3 separate regions of the Mus musculus genome follow, and all the other regions are linked to region 2. A link is a contact called in public HiChIP or PLAC-seq and promoter capture Hi-C data. All regions are on one chromosome and are shown on one strand. The core of a region is the stretch at or near the end of the contact, and the rest is flanking DNA. Distances in the headings are between cores, read along the strand shown. Region 1 has its middle 40 kb from the start of Gadd45g. Region 2 holds the start of Diras2 (DIRAS family, GTP-binding RAS-like 2). Region 3 overlaps Sema4d (sema domain, immunoglobulin domain (Ig), transmembrane domain (TM) and short cytoplasmic domain, (semaphorin) 4D).

Region 1 (2,700 bases), core at 143-2,642, 640 kb before region 2:
TAGAGTAACACAAACACATACATACACACACACACACACACCACATATGTATACACACATACACCATACACATATGCACACACACTACACACATATATACATATGTACATATACACACACACACACATATATACACATACACCATACACACATACACATACCACACACACACACACACACACACACACACACACACATACACACACAGAAACACACACCCACCTCACACTGTCTATGGAGAAATTACTTTATCTACCTGCTCTGCTATTTGTGCTGTGTTGGTGAAAGATTAAAAAAATGTGCAGGGACTGGAGAGATGGCTCAGTGGTTAAGAGCACTGACTGCTCTTCCAGAGGTCCTGAGTTCAATTCCCAGCAACCACATGGTGGCTCACAACCATCTGTAACGGGATCTGATGCCCTTCTTCTGGTGTGTCTGAAGACAGCGACAGTGTACTCACATACATAAAATAAATAAATCTTTTTTTTTAAAATGTACACTCTAAATTTGTGTGTGAATCTGAGGAGCAAGAAGGCTTTGCTGTGAAGAGCTCAGTGTCAGCTGAAGAAGCACAGAGGACAAAGGCATTCCATGGTCACACTAGGGTCATTAGACTCCTGGGACTGGTGTTTGCTCGTGTACTGTGAGTGTGTGCCCCGGAGCAGTGGGAGCGTTTGGTCACATGTGGGAAGTATTCATATGTGGTGAGTGTGTGCTCACATGCAGTACAAATTTTCAAGTTCTTATGCGGTGGGAGTGTGTGCATTCACGTGTAATACACATGTGGCATGAGCCGCATGTTCATACTTGATGTATGTGTGTGTTTGACCAGTTCACATGTGGTGAGAGTTCATTCATAGCGAGAGTGTGTATACAGGTGGTAGGAGTGTGCGCTCACACACATGGCATGAGTGCCGAGTTCCTATGTGGAGTGAGTGGTGTGTTCACACCCAGTGGGAGGGTGTTCACACATGGTGTTGAGTTTCATGTTCTTTCTTTGCCTTTTCCTTTGTGGGCCTCGGCTTATCTGCACAGTGGCATCCTTGCGGCTGCCAGTCGGTGTGGCTCTGCATATGGGTTGTGGGTGGGAGTAGTCGGTCCCCAAACCCTGGTTCTCTGTCTCCTTTCATGTTTTCTCCTCCCTATATCTGTGGGTCTAGTGAAGAGAGATTGAAAGCCAGCTATGGCACCCACCTATAATCCCAGCACGGAAGAAACTGAGGCAGTGGGATCATGAGTTGGGAATATTGTTTCATAAACAAAACAAAAAAACCAAAAGCAAACCAAACGTCTGCCAGCCCCAGAGGCTTTGAGCAGCTGTGTGGAGTAGGTCCCTCCTACCCAAGCTAGGAGAGGGAGAAGCTGTTGCCACACTGAGTCACTGAGGCCTGTGTTGTTTCCACAGGAAGTGAGTTCCTCCGGCTCTTATGTTTATGGACACCTTGGGGACAGGCACACTGCTTAGTTTCTCTTGTCTTTGCAGAGTCTGGCTGGTGACAGACACATCTCCAGCTACGGGTTTTATGGGAGTATATGCATGAGATATAAATACACGGTCACGGGCCAACAGGAAGTTGTGAAGTTTTTCTTATAACAGAAGAAAGAGCTGAGATTAAACTCCGACATCAGCTCAGCACTTGTAGGTAAATACACGAATAAAATTGAGACATGGAGAAGCTCAAAACTGCACATGTACTTAATTTTTAGCCTTAGCCGCGGGTCAGTCTGCTGAATCCCCATTCAGATTGCCTTAAGGAGAGTTAGCAGCTACAAATGTTCAGATGTGATCAACAGATTAGCAGGCTCTTGAGAAGTTATCCCCAAACCCTTTATAGATGGAATTCAAAAGTGTGCTGGGCATCTATTTTCAGCCCCAAGAGATAGCTTGGATGCCTTTCTATCCGGTGTACTGAGTTTGATTTAAAGGTTTGACTGAGAAAACACCATGCCACAGATGCTTAAGTCTGCACATAATGGGATGGGCACCCAGCCATCGCCGGCCACATTTCAACTCTGGATGTTCAAGAGATGACGTGGTAGAGCGGCTTTCAGGAGTTAAAGCTTTCTTCTGAGCCTCTGACATGTCAGACTGCGGATTCCAAGTTTATGGCTGTGTTTGCTAATGTCTTCTGCGAAAGACGAATTCCTTTCCCAGACATGAGAATGCTTGGCTGAGGAGCACGGCCTGGTGGGGGAGACTTGTTTTGCTCGGACCTTGGATGGTGGAGGCTGTGGTTGTGTCTGTGGTGAAGAGGTTGTATTGCCTCGGGTTTCCTCCTCTCCTTCCCTTCCTAGACCTGGAGTCATAAAACCAAGGTAAACAGGAGCAGAAGACTCTTCAGCTTAGGCAGGGATACCTTCAATGCTATGACTGTCTTCAAGTTGTGAGATGGGGTTCTGTTTCCTCTCTGACTTGCACAAGCTCAAGACACAGAAAAGATTAGCCTCTGGTTGGTACACAACTCTCTGTGGCTCACATGAGTGATAGTTTCTTTTATTAAAATCCTGCCCACTGGGCAGGCTGAGGCGTCTGACTGTAGGGTACAGATGTCTGGACTGTAGCTCTTATAGAACAGAAGAAAGAGATGTGAGTGGTGTTATTCGGGAAGAGGATGCAGAGAAAAAGAGCCCACTTCCTTTAGACTCAGCAAAGCACCGCTATTCTTAGTCCATTTGTAACAGAATATCCAGGGTAGTTTA
Region 2 (2,700 bases), core at 25-2,524:
GCACGGGGGCCCGATTAAAAGCTAACAAGAACCAAAATGTGAAATGAATTCCTAAACAAGGCTGGCTGGGCACGGATTCCTCCACCCAAGTTATACTGTGTTCCACCTTTGAAGGCATGGAACAACCGAGATGTGTGGTGTCCAGTTCCAAAGATCCCCCAACCCCAAAGAATATGAACTGGGACATGGAATCGCAAAGCAGGGTGGGGAAGTCCAACCCTTGGGCAGCCAGCTGTCATTGTCCTCTGATGGAGACCCACGTTCTTCTGCCTGGACTAGATGCTGAGACTTGCCTGAGCTCCCACCGGGAGAAGAAGGGGAGTCCCGTGGATATCCCAAGCCTGGTCTTTAAAATAGGAAATGAGACATTGGGGCGGGTCCCTTTCCAGAGCGTTAAGTCTAGAGGTTGGGATCCAAACATCAGGAATCCCCTAGCCATTTCTTCTTGGCTCTGAATGTTTCTTTCTCTAGCTGTACCTCTTTAGGAGACTTTTCCTAAATCGATGGAATCTTCCGCATTCATTAGAATACCTGCAGTCAAAGAATTTCCCCAACCGCAACTCCTGTTAGGACGGGATCCCTAATCTTGGGTAAGACCCTGAGGTTTTGCCCCTTCAAAGCAATGTTAGGTGTTCAGTCTAACGTTCTCCCAACTGAGCTATGGCTTCGTCCTCGCCCTCCCCTCCTGGAAGGATGCAGGATGAGGCTGGCTGGTCCCCCTCTCCAAGTCCTGGGATACATACTGATCTTCAGCCCCAGAGAGTAATCCTGCTCCTCTGGCTCCCAGGACTGGCCAAAAGCGCCGGGCACCCGCGAGCTGTATCCAGCTCCAGCCGAGAGCCGTGGTGGCTTGCTTACCTGGGGAGAGCCGGCTCAGAGCCGCAGGTCTCCAGGCGCAGCTCCGGGACCCGCTGCGCGCAGCGCGATGCGGTGGCTGCTGAGGCGGAGTGCGCGCTGCTCCCGCCTGATGACGCTGTCAGCTGCCCTGCGCCCCGCACCGCCCTGTGCACCGCACCCCCAGTGCAATGTCCAGAGCCCTGCACCTCCAGTGCAACGCCCAATGCAACGTCCTGCCCCCTGTGCTGCCCCTCTCTGTCTGCCCCTCTCTGCCTTATGCACCCGCCCGAGCTCTCTGCACAGCCTTACAACCTCCAGCACCGCTCCCTGCACCGCCCGCACGCGCGCCTGGCCCTGTGCAGTCCTCCCACGCGGTGCTCTCTGGCTCTAGCCTCCCGGCCTCCGGCTCCACCCTCCTCAAGCTCCTGCAAGCACAGTGGTTGCTCGTTGCGGTGGCCTGCTTTTCACCGGGAGCCTTCAGCTGCCCTCTACCGAAAGCTTCTGGAATAGATGACAAGAGACTAGAATTTTCTGAAAATTAAATGAATCAAAAATCATTCCGTTGAAAGGACAGTGGATTCCTGTGTTTAAAACTATGCTCCTACCCTAGTGTACTTAATCACTGCTTACCACGCAATAAGACTTGGTCACTGGGCAAGGTTTCTGTTCCTGTAGCTGTGACAAAAACAAGCTAAGGAAAACTGGGTTTGCTCTGGCTCATAGTTCAGAGTAAAAAAGCAAAGCAGGAAAAAAAAAATCTTGAAATGGCTGATCACATCGCATCGGTAATCAGAACTTAGACGACTGTGGAAGCACGCTGCTACCGAGATCAATTTGTATAGTCCAGGATCCTGTACCCAGGAATGGTCTAGCCCACAGTCAAGACCGGCCTTTGCACAACACTTAAGTAATCAAGATAATCTCTCCTCCCACAAGCCTGAGGCCCGTCTCCAGGTGACTCTAGATTCTGTCAAGTCGACAATAGTAGTCACATGTGCTAAATCACAAGACAGCCTGTCACTTAGAGGTGCCAAGAAATTCCCTGCCTGAAAGGCAACCATACTACAAGAATTCAAGCGTTTTAACAGGACAGGGCTCTGACATCACCTCTTTGGGTAAGCTTGGGGGACCACGCTGCTCAGCAGCTTTTCATGACCATTTCAAAGAATTAACAGAGAGAGAGAGAGAGAGAGAGAGAGAGAGAGAGAGAGAGAGAGAGAGAGAGAGAGAGAGAGAGAGAGAGAGAGAATATGCTGTACTGACATTTTGTAAGCGCTGGACAGGAACATCTACCTATATCATACTTGCACTCTATGGCTGGAGGAAACTCTTTTTTTCTTTTTTTATCCTTATCTTTGTCCTTTGGTGATGTGGTAAAAGAATTACAAAATGGGGCCTGTATCTTCTAAATTAGGCTTAGCTTACAGATTCTGTAAGCTATAATATAGTCACTTTTCTGTTTGGGTAAGTTCTGGAGTCCTGTAATTTCAGAGGATATAATCCTTTGAAGTTGGTTTGCAAAGCAAATCTCTGCCCTGCTATTCACAGGAAACATGTTTGTTTGTTTGTTTGTTTGTTTTGAAATCTTACCTAAGATATGCTTTCACTATTTACAGTTAAGATAACATCTTTGTTCCTTAGTTCAGCTTGACTCTGGCCTTAGTGCTATGGCTACTAAAATAAGAAGGGAGTAGACCATTTTTAACAAGGCCATTTGAGAGTGGCCTTCACAAATGTAGCCCTACTTTGAATATGCCTGTGAGCAGGAAGTCCACATGTCCACAGTCTCTCCATTATGAAGGTCTGTGTATGACTGTGGAGATGACTCAGTTGCTACAGGACTTGGGGAGCACACACAAGAAT
Region 3 (2,700 bases), core at 54-2,553, 770 kb before region 2:
ATGTGAAAGCAGACGCTTGGACAAGCCTCCGAGCCACAAGCCCAAGTGCTGTGCTAACAGCCGGCCAACCCAACGAATGGGGCTTCCAGACAAGACTCAGACACTTGAGATATGGCGGGAGACAAAAGCCACGTTAAGAAAGCCCACTGAATGCAGGTGTGTTCCTATAAACCTTCAGTCAGAGCCTCTAGGCCCCTGCTGTGGAGGAAGATGTGGGGTTTGACTGGCTGCTCCGCATCCATGATTTGGTCAGCCAGGAAGTGGCAGGCACTTGGGGGACCTGGGATGGGGCAAGCAGTGACAGGAGACTCGAATTGGTAGGGAGGAGGTCACAGACAAAGCTGGAGACACTCCTGAGAAAATGGCTGGGGATGCTGCCTTCACCATATGGAGTTTCCTCCTCACACATGTCAAAAAGAGTACCAATACTCTCCGGGAGCTACTGAGACGGGATGGCATAGCTACTGCCCTTGCAACAGGGCCCATATACAACAGCCTGTTCACCAGTCCAGTCACACTAGTGTAGTGAGTGTCCATGAAGGGCTGGCATGTCATCTCCACAGACTTAAATACTCCATGGTCACACAGTAGCTGGGAGCACTGGAGAGAAGCAAGGAAGCTCTCTCGGGAGGGAGACAGGCTACCTTCAGAGACGCAGTGCATGCTCCTGAAATCCCAGGGGATTTTTTTAGGTGGAGCAGTATAAGGGTAGATAACTCATGCCAGGACTCAACCCCAGCTCCCTCCTGTCTTGCCCGGAAGCTGGTGCTGACTCAGGTGTTTTGATGGTAAATTTCCCTTGTCAACAGATGGGATTTAGAGTCCTACGGAAGCACGCACTGGTGGGTATGTCTGTGAGGATGTTTCCAGAGAGGTTCAACTGAGGCTGAAAGACCAGCCCTGAGTATGGGTTGTTCTATCCTGTGGGGTGGGGTTCCCGGCTGAATAAAGAGAAGGCCAGCTGAAGTGCAACATTGTTTCCCTCGGCTTCTGCACTGCAGATGTGGCCAGATCCGAGGTCTCAAGCTCCTGCTGTCCACCTGCCCCTGCAGGCTTTGTCCTAAACTGAGCCAGAATGAACCCTTCCCTCCTTCCTTAAGTTGCTGTTGTTGGGAATTCAACAGAAAAGTGAGCAATTCACCATCTCAATATGCTTTACCCAGAAGCATCTTGCTGGCAGCCATTCTCCCTCCATCCACGCGGAACCTTCAATGCCCCCATCCCTCACCCAGACAGGCTTTTCTAGGTTCTCTAATCGCACCACGGGGCCAGCTATAGACCAGACGGACTGCTGACTCATGGGGCCACCTCCCAAGGAATCTTCCTTGGCAGTGGATTTGGTTACTCACCTAGGGATCAGCACTGTCAGACATGTCGGTATTCAGGACTTGGCTGTGTTCCTGTGGTGTTACCAGGGTCTGAAACAAGAATTGGAAAGGGGGGATGAGCAGAACCCAAGTGAATCAGACACGCACACACTAACATATGCGCATGAGACTCAGGAACAGTACTGCCCAAGAGAGCAGTCTGCTGTCATGTGCGGCACATCAGCACATCTGCCAGGTGAACCACACAGGGCAACTGCCACCAAGAACAGGAAGGTGCTGGCAGTGTCTGCCCCGCCCTGACTTATTTTCTCAGAGCTAGCCAGGAAGCAGAGCAGCAGAGTGTCCCCAGCGCAAACTAGGAGAATCAGCGTGTGTGGAGTGGGGCAGGCTGTGAAAGATAACATTTTGAGGCTGGAGAAATGGCTCAGAGGTTAAGAGCACTGACTACTCTTCCAGAGGTCCTAAGGTCAATTCCCAGCATCCACATGGTGGCTCACAACCATCTGTAATGGCATCCGATGCCCTCTTCTGGTGTGTCTAAAGACAGTGACAGTGTACCCATAAACATTAAATAAATAAGCAAGTAAATAGATAAATACAAAATGGCATTTTAGGTCAAGGAGATGACTCAGTGAGTAAAGGTGCTTCCTCCCTCCCTCCCCACCCGCCCCCCCCCCCCATGACATTCTGAGTTTGATTCCTGGGACCCACAAATGGGAAGAGAAAACTGACTCTCACAAGCTGTCCTCTGACTTCCACATGCATGTTGTGATGCACAAACAAGGAAACATTTAAAAAAGCTTTAAAAAAGAATGACATTTTAGCACATTTCCAATGCATGCCCTGAACTAGAACCACACGTTAAGAAAGGCCAGTGTTAGCACACAGTCAACCATTTTAAGCAGAGGATAGGGAGGGATGAAACCAAGACTACTCGAACTTGTGGGCTTAAAAAAAAAGAAAAAAAATCAAAGCAGGAAAGGTTTTACTATGCAATACACAAAAGACACAGAAACAGCAGGCAGAAAATGCCAGGGCCACCTTTCATAAGGTCTCCTGGAACCTGCACAGCCCCTAACCAGAGCATAAAACTGTAGAGGGCAAATCAGAGATGTTGACAGTTTGGTGTCATTAACTACATGAGGAATAAACAAGGTGTCATTACCACTTCTAGGTGGACAGGGATCACCAGGGCCAGGGATGGGGATGGCCCAGAGACCTCCCAACACAGTCGGGAAGTTCCTGCCATATATCCTGCTACTGAAAGAGTACCTCCCAGATCCCTGTGTTGAAATTTGGCAGCCCTACTGTTCCAGTATTAAGAGGGTGACACTGAATCTCTGTATTCCTGCACTGCCGGTATTTGGAGGTG

What was found. Promoter capture Hi-C pulls out the DNA fragments that hold promoters and counts their contacts. HiChIP or PLAC-seq counts read pairs in DNA pulled down with a chosen protein or histone mark.
Region 1: a contact with region 2 is called in a promoter capture Hi-C map of neutrophils, with 3 times the contacts expected there. The contact joins the enhancer-like site here to the promoter of Diras2 in region 2. A contact is called at or near these places in 4 of 39 promoter capture datasets (cranial neural crest, liver, neutrophils and 1 more) and 1 of 9 other capture datasets (liver).
Region 3: a contact with region 2 is called in an HNF4G HiChIP or PLAC-seq map of pancreatic cancer cells. The contact joins the enhancer-like site here to the promoter of Diras2 in region 2. A contact is called at or near these places in 4 of 39 promoter capture datasets (liver, neutrophils and pre-B cells), 4 of 115 datasets of contacts at active chromatin or transcription factors (bone marrow-derived macrophages, double positive thymocytes, embryonic stem cells and 1 more) and 1 of 9 other capture datasets (adipose tissue).

The regions. Positions count from the first base shown.
Region 1 is chr13:51,884,884-51,887,583 of GRCm38.p6, forward strand. No RefSeq gene overlaps it. Among named protein-coding and RNA genes, the nearest start is that of Gadd45g, 40 kb to the left of the region's middle. Within about 2 kb of position 1,393, at least 95 of the 459 cell types and tissues checked have an H3K27ac peak or open chromatin away from gene starts, as enhancers often do. A contact at or near this core is called in neutrophils, where this site is marked.
Region 2 is chr13:52,529,562-52,532,261 of GRCm38.p6, forward strand. Diras2 (DIRAS family, GTP-binding RAS-like 2) reads right to left here and starts at 1,275. Exons shown (of 2, transcript NM_001024474.2): 1 at 859-1,275.
Region 3 is chr13:51,761,903-51,764,602 of GRCm38.p6, forward strand. It overlaps Sema4d (sema domain, immunoglobulin domain (Ig), transmembrane domain (TM) and short cytoplasmic domain, (semaphorin) 4D), which reads right to left. Exons shown (of 16, transcript NM_013660.5): 2 at 1,350-1,418. Among named protein-coding and RNA genes, the nearest start is that of Sema4d, 30 kb to the right of the region's middle. Within about 2 kb of position 1,304, at least 72 of the 459 cell types and tissues checked have an H3K27ac peak or open chromatin away from gene starts, as enhancers often do. A contact at or near this core is called in double positive thymocytes and pancreatic cancer cells, where this site is marked.